Linked DNA regions of Hordeum vulgare: region 2 is linked to region 1. Evidence: chromatin contacts called from public Hi-C data. All regions are on one chromosome and are shown on one strand. Each heading gives the region's core, a stretch centred on a gene start, on an enhancer-like site or on the middle of the called end of the contact. The rest is flanking DNA. Distances are from core to core; before and after follow the strand shown. Region 1 holds the start of LOC123426571 (poly(A) polymerase I). Region 2 has its middle 17 kb from the start of LOC123426573.

Evidence for each region. A called contact is a pair of places that touch in the nucleus more often than the background predicts.
Region 2: a Hi-C map of leaf shows a contact between it and region 1, with 4 times the contacts expected there. The contact joins the enhancer-like site here to the promoter of LOC123426571 in region 1. A contact is called at or near these places in 2 of 6 Hi-C or Micro-C datasets (leaf and seedling).

The regions. Positions count from the first base shown.
Region 1 is chr2H:441,145,824-441,148,523 of MorexV3_pseudomolecules_assembly, reverse strand. LOC123426571 (poly(A) polymerase I) reads left to right here and starts at 1,359. Exons shown (of 13, transcript XM_045110430.1): 1 at 1,359-1,620; 2 at 1,716-1,826. The coding sequence starts at 1,437.
Region 2 is chr2H:441,614,158-441,616,857 of MorexV3_pseudomolecules_assembly, reverse strand. No RefSeq gene overlaps it. Among protein-coding and RNA genes, the nearest start is that of LOC123426573, 17 kb to the left of the region's middle. Within about 2 kb of position 1,312, at least 3 of the 3 cell types and tissues checked have open chromatin away from gene starts, as enhancers often do. A contact at or near this core is called in leaf and seedling, where this site is marked.

The DNA.
Region 1 (2,700 bases), core at 110-2,609:
CTCTCATACTCTTCGTCCGAGTCATGACCATCATATTTGATCGGTGCACTACCTCCGAACTCATATTGGGGATACTCATTGACTTCCACTTCAACTTTATGCTCAACAGTAGGTGGCACACTACTAATCGGGCTCAAATCATGTACTAAGGGTTGGTTCAAGTCAACGTGCAAAAGAGGAGCCCTGACCACCTTACTTGCAAACACTTTGGGTGACTTGACTATCGAGGATGCAACAACCTCCTTGTATGTAAACCGATGCAAATTGGACTTGATACGCATTGTCTTCATTCGACACTTGTGTGCCGACCCAACATCATATCTTCCTAATAATTCAACTTGGTCACTTGGATCAACCCACTTCAATCTTATCCGTGTTTCTTCCACAACCTCTTCATAAGCAGGACTCTTAAGAAATATCAACTCTTTCTCATAATTGTCAACAATATCAACATTCATGAATGCCTCTTTGTCAACATAATGAATATTCACAATCTTATTAATCTAAAAAAGTAACAAAAGTACCAATGCTAAGTACACCACATTTCTAACAAAACAACTAAGAAACATCTATGTCCATCTAAATTAAGCATTACCCTAACCCTAACCCTAACCATAATTCTCAACAATAAGCATAACCCAACCAATACAATGCAACATTATTGAAACAACTATAATCATTAGTATACACTAAGAACATCACATTTTGGAACAATATTCAAAACTAGGGTTAGAAAACACATGAGCAAAAAACCACCAAAATACACAAATCCAACCAATCAAAATTTGGGAGATGAAGGAGATTACCTCAAGCAATGAAAATGACACCAGATCCATGGACCAAATTAATTCTTTTGGAAGGATTTGAGAGGGGACAAATGGGGGAGAAAAGGTGAAATAAGGGGCTGCAACTTGGGGGAGAGGTGGGGAGAAGAGAGTGAGTGGAATGGTGACCTGGTGGGGGAGGGTGGGGCTTTAATAAATATCTCATACAGAAATGCCATGATGATCGCGTTGCACCCCAACATAAAAACGTCACGCTGGCTGGCGTTGGACGCCAACATGAACACAAACTAATATGGCGTTGCAGAAGTGTACAAACATAAACTAGTATGACGGTTCTTAGTTGACCAGAAAAACCACGGGTTCTGACGTTTCTAAAAGGGTCAAAACGTGAAATTCTTTTCCAACGAGTTTATTGTATGTAATATTTTTATCAGGTGGGTCAGAACAGGTGATTTTGTCCCGTGCAGGCTTGGCGAGCCCACTTATCGGTGAAGATCCACGGCCTATTGGCTACGGCCCGCGAGTGGGCTGGCTTTGTCTATCAGCTCCTCCGCGAGAGGCACTCCATCGCACCGCATATTCGTCTCGTCTGTTTGCTATCCCATCCCCCTCGCCGCGCGTCCCCTGGCGTGCGCCGCCGCCTCTATCGGAATGGCGCTTCGCTCGCCGGAGCTGCGCTTCGCCGCCACCACCGGTCTCGGCGCGCTCTCCCGGCCCAGCCGCCTCGCTCCTTCCCCCCTCGCCGCGCTCGCTTCCCCTCGCCGACGCCGCCGCGGCCCGTCTCCTTCCCCTTCCCCCTCGCCCTCCGACTCCAACCCCTCGACCGCCTCCGCCGGTAAGCTTGCACCTCTTCTTGCGTATTCTCCGCTGGTCTGATGGTGACACACTGTGATTTCACTTACACCCCCGAACGGGCCGTGGTCTGTTCAGGCGACGCGGACGGGCCGGAATGGAAGCAGGTCAGCGCGAAGCGGTTCGGGTACAAGGAGTCCATGATTCCCGACGAGGCATGGAACGTCCTCCACCGTCTCCGTAGCAGAGGTGTGCCCCTTTTTGTTGGCTTGATTGTTATCGTGGAAACACTAAATTGTCATTATGATTCTTGTCTTTCTTCCTTTCTTGAGGAGAGACGAATGTTATCTGTCTTGAGTTTATGGGAAGCCTCTGATAAACTTATTGAAGGATTTCTTTTTAGCCCTAAAGTGAATCTTTTAGCTGAAAGTTTGTTCCTTCACAGCTATTGGTAATATCATGGTTTAGCGTTTGTATCTTCTGATAAAAGAACATGTACAACTAGTAAATTGCAGCATTCTTTTATTTTTCCACATGAAATGCTTGCATTACCAGTTGAGGCCTCCTTTGGTTCATAGGATAAGAATTTCATCGGAATAGGAAAACCATAAGAAGTGAGATAGATGTATCTCAAATCCTATAGTGAAAGAGATGTCAATTGGTTCATAGGACAATGTTTTTTTCCTTCGAATTGCAAAGGATTTGTTCCTGTCTCCTATACAGGAATAGGGTTCTATTCCTACAAAACAAAGGGCCCAAAAGAATTTTTTCCTCCAAAATTCCGATCCTTTAGAATTCCTACAAAATTGTTGTAAACCAAAGGAGGCATGATGGTGATGGTATCAAATGGGTAAGAAATGTATGTGGTTTTATTGTTCCACTATTCAGTAAGGAAGTTCAATTCCTTCGTGTTAGGTAGCTACGAACTACTCCCTCCATTCACTATTATAAGATGTTCTAACTTTTTTCTGATTCGGATGTATTTAAAGGCATTTTAGTGTGTGTTTTCACTCATTTCAGTCCGTATGTAGTCCACATTGAAATATCCAAAACATCTTATATTTGTGAATGGAGGGAGTATTATATTATTGATGGTACAATACACCGGGGTGGCCCATCGGAC
Region 2 (2,700 bases), core at 63-2,562, 470 kb before region 1:
CCCAAGAGCATACTGGGGAAGCATCATGTGTGCATTTCATCATCGAATACTTGCTTTAAAGGCTGGAAAACCAAAAAGCACTTGATGTAAAAGCATTGCCATTTACAGTCTAGCACGCACTAGTGAACCTCACACTGCTTGAGTAACAAGAACTGAATTGCAAGTTGCTGAATGCTTCAACATAATCATCTATCTACATATCCAAAGGAACAAATCAGATAGTATTGACTTGTCGCACTTTGCTTCAACATAATCATCTTTTAGCAAGGCGGTGATTGACAGGGAGTTAGTTTGACTCAAGTTTTGTGGCTCAAAGTTGCTGCTTGTTTGTAAAACTGAAGGCCACGGGGCCAGAGATAAACCAGGCTGGAATTCACCTGAACTCTGGACAGGTGCGGGGAAACAGGAGATGGCAAAGCCATCAAACCATGATAGCATATATCAGGATGCTGACAGACTAACTCCCATACTGTTGCAGAGGCGCTGTACGCAATAATCCACGCATGTCACTAGAGAGCTAAAACGACAGCACGTCGTGCATGTTTTTTTGCATACTAAAAGTCTCTAAATGATCGAGTGATAGAGGAAAAGTCTTATACAATACTAAAAGCTTCTAAACCGAAAAAAAACATTAACAAAAAGGAATGGAAAAGAAAGGAGAAGGTATCAGGAAGAAGTCCTTTTGTTGGAAAGAAAAGGAATGTCTCATATCTTTCATCATTCAGTTCTACGTCTGTATTCGGTGCTTTGCTTTAGGACGCCGCTCTTTTTCTCGAACACGACCCAAAGCGTGTGTCATATTGTATTTGTAGAAGAGGGACGCCAAATTAAAGAAGGCCTTAAGTAGAGCTACAAAAACAGTGCAGAATGGTAAGCAAGAGAACAAAAGTAAGTTAAGCTAAACTGGCAAGAAGGAGTATCATATACACAATCACAGTCTGTGGTCCGAAGCAATTCATATCCTCCGCTCCCTTTGTTTCAAGCATTTCAGAATTTGGTTCATAATATATAAAAATACGATGATAACCTCAAAGCAGTACGTAGTAGACTTGTCATGAAAAAAACTGTACTTACGTAACATCACGGTTTGATACTAATACAATCATAGGAAATGTTACGATGTGCCGGTGTCGAAAGGTAAATGATATGCCAATGCTGAAAGCTGCACAGATTTAATTCTGAAAAAAAGATGCAGTTTTTTTTTCTTTTTTGCGGGGATGCAATTTTGCAGTACGGGTCGGTACTATTGCAAGCCCTGCAGTCTCTGAAGAAACATGATGGGCTTGCTTGCTTTTTTTCTTTTGAGAGAGAAATGATGGGCTTCTTTGGTAGGGCAGAGGAGAGAGTTTTCCGGTGGGGTGGCCTTGTAAGCCACTTCCGCTTGTGCAACCCACTCGTTACCCTGTTATTTTCCGGCGAATGATATATGGAGACAACTAATTAAGTGTTATTTATTGGAAAACTCCTATGCAGCGCAGCAGGCATCCATTAACGATCCGGCGCCTGCAGCATCGCTCGCATGGGCCTGCCCACTAGCATGCTGTCCAGTTTTTTTTTATCAATTTTCTTTTGTTAATCCAGTAGAAAAAAAAACGCCCTGATTTTCTATTTCTTATGAAAATAAAAATATGAAATAAAAAAAGGTTTCTAGATTTAAACAAAAAGGTTCATTCATTTGAAAAAAATCTCATATCTTCAAAAAGGTTCATCAACTTCAAAAAAGTTCATCAATTTGAAAAAAAACTCATTGAAATTGAATAAAAATTTCATCCAATTTGGAACACATTCATTAAACTTTCAAAAAGTTCATTAAATTTGAAAAAAGTTCATAGAAATTAAAAAAGTTCATGTATTTTTCAAAAACGTTCATTGAACTTTAAAAGTTTATAAATCTTAAAAAAGTTCATCAATTTTGATAAATATTCATCCTTTTTCGAAAAGATGTTAATCAAATTTAAAAAAAATCATTGATATTCAAAAATGTTTATTAAATTTTAGTATTTTAGAAAAGGTTCATCGATTTTCAGAGAAAAGTTCATAAATCTTAAAAAATATTCGCTGAAATTTTAAAAAAGTTATTCGATATGTAAAAGAGTTCACAGAATTTTCAAGAAAAAAGCATCAACCGGCGACAAGATGGCCGGCCCACTTGGGAATGTCACAAGCATCAGTTAATAAAAATGCACGCCTGTGGCGTCAAATAAGATATGCCTATTTATTTTGCCCAAAAAATATGAGTTATTTATTCCCGAGCTCCCGTAAGGGTCACCTTTTTGGTCTGAGAGTGGGCCAAGTTGTCTGCCCAGCCACAGCCACGTGCCACATGATGGACGCTATCTTTGAATTTCGTTTTCTTTTTATTTCTCTAGGTGTGTTTTGGGTTTTAATGAGTTTGTTTTTTCAGCTTTTTTGTTTTTTTTTTACTTTTTTCTCTAGATTTTGAAAAATTGTTTCTTCGGAATGTAGTGTTTTGCCGTAAGAAGCACAGTCTGCATAATTACAGTTGTGCTTTCCGAAAAAGTGAAAAGCACAACATGTACTTTCACGAAAAGCATGACAGTTATGCTTCTCGTGAAGGAACATATTTTCCTCTGCGAGAAGCACAACTTGTCTTTTCATGAGAGGTCCATATTTGCTTCTCGCGAAAGCAAAAATTTGCTCCCTCGAGAAGTGCTCAGAAGCACAGTTGTGCCTTCTTTA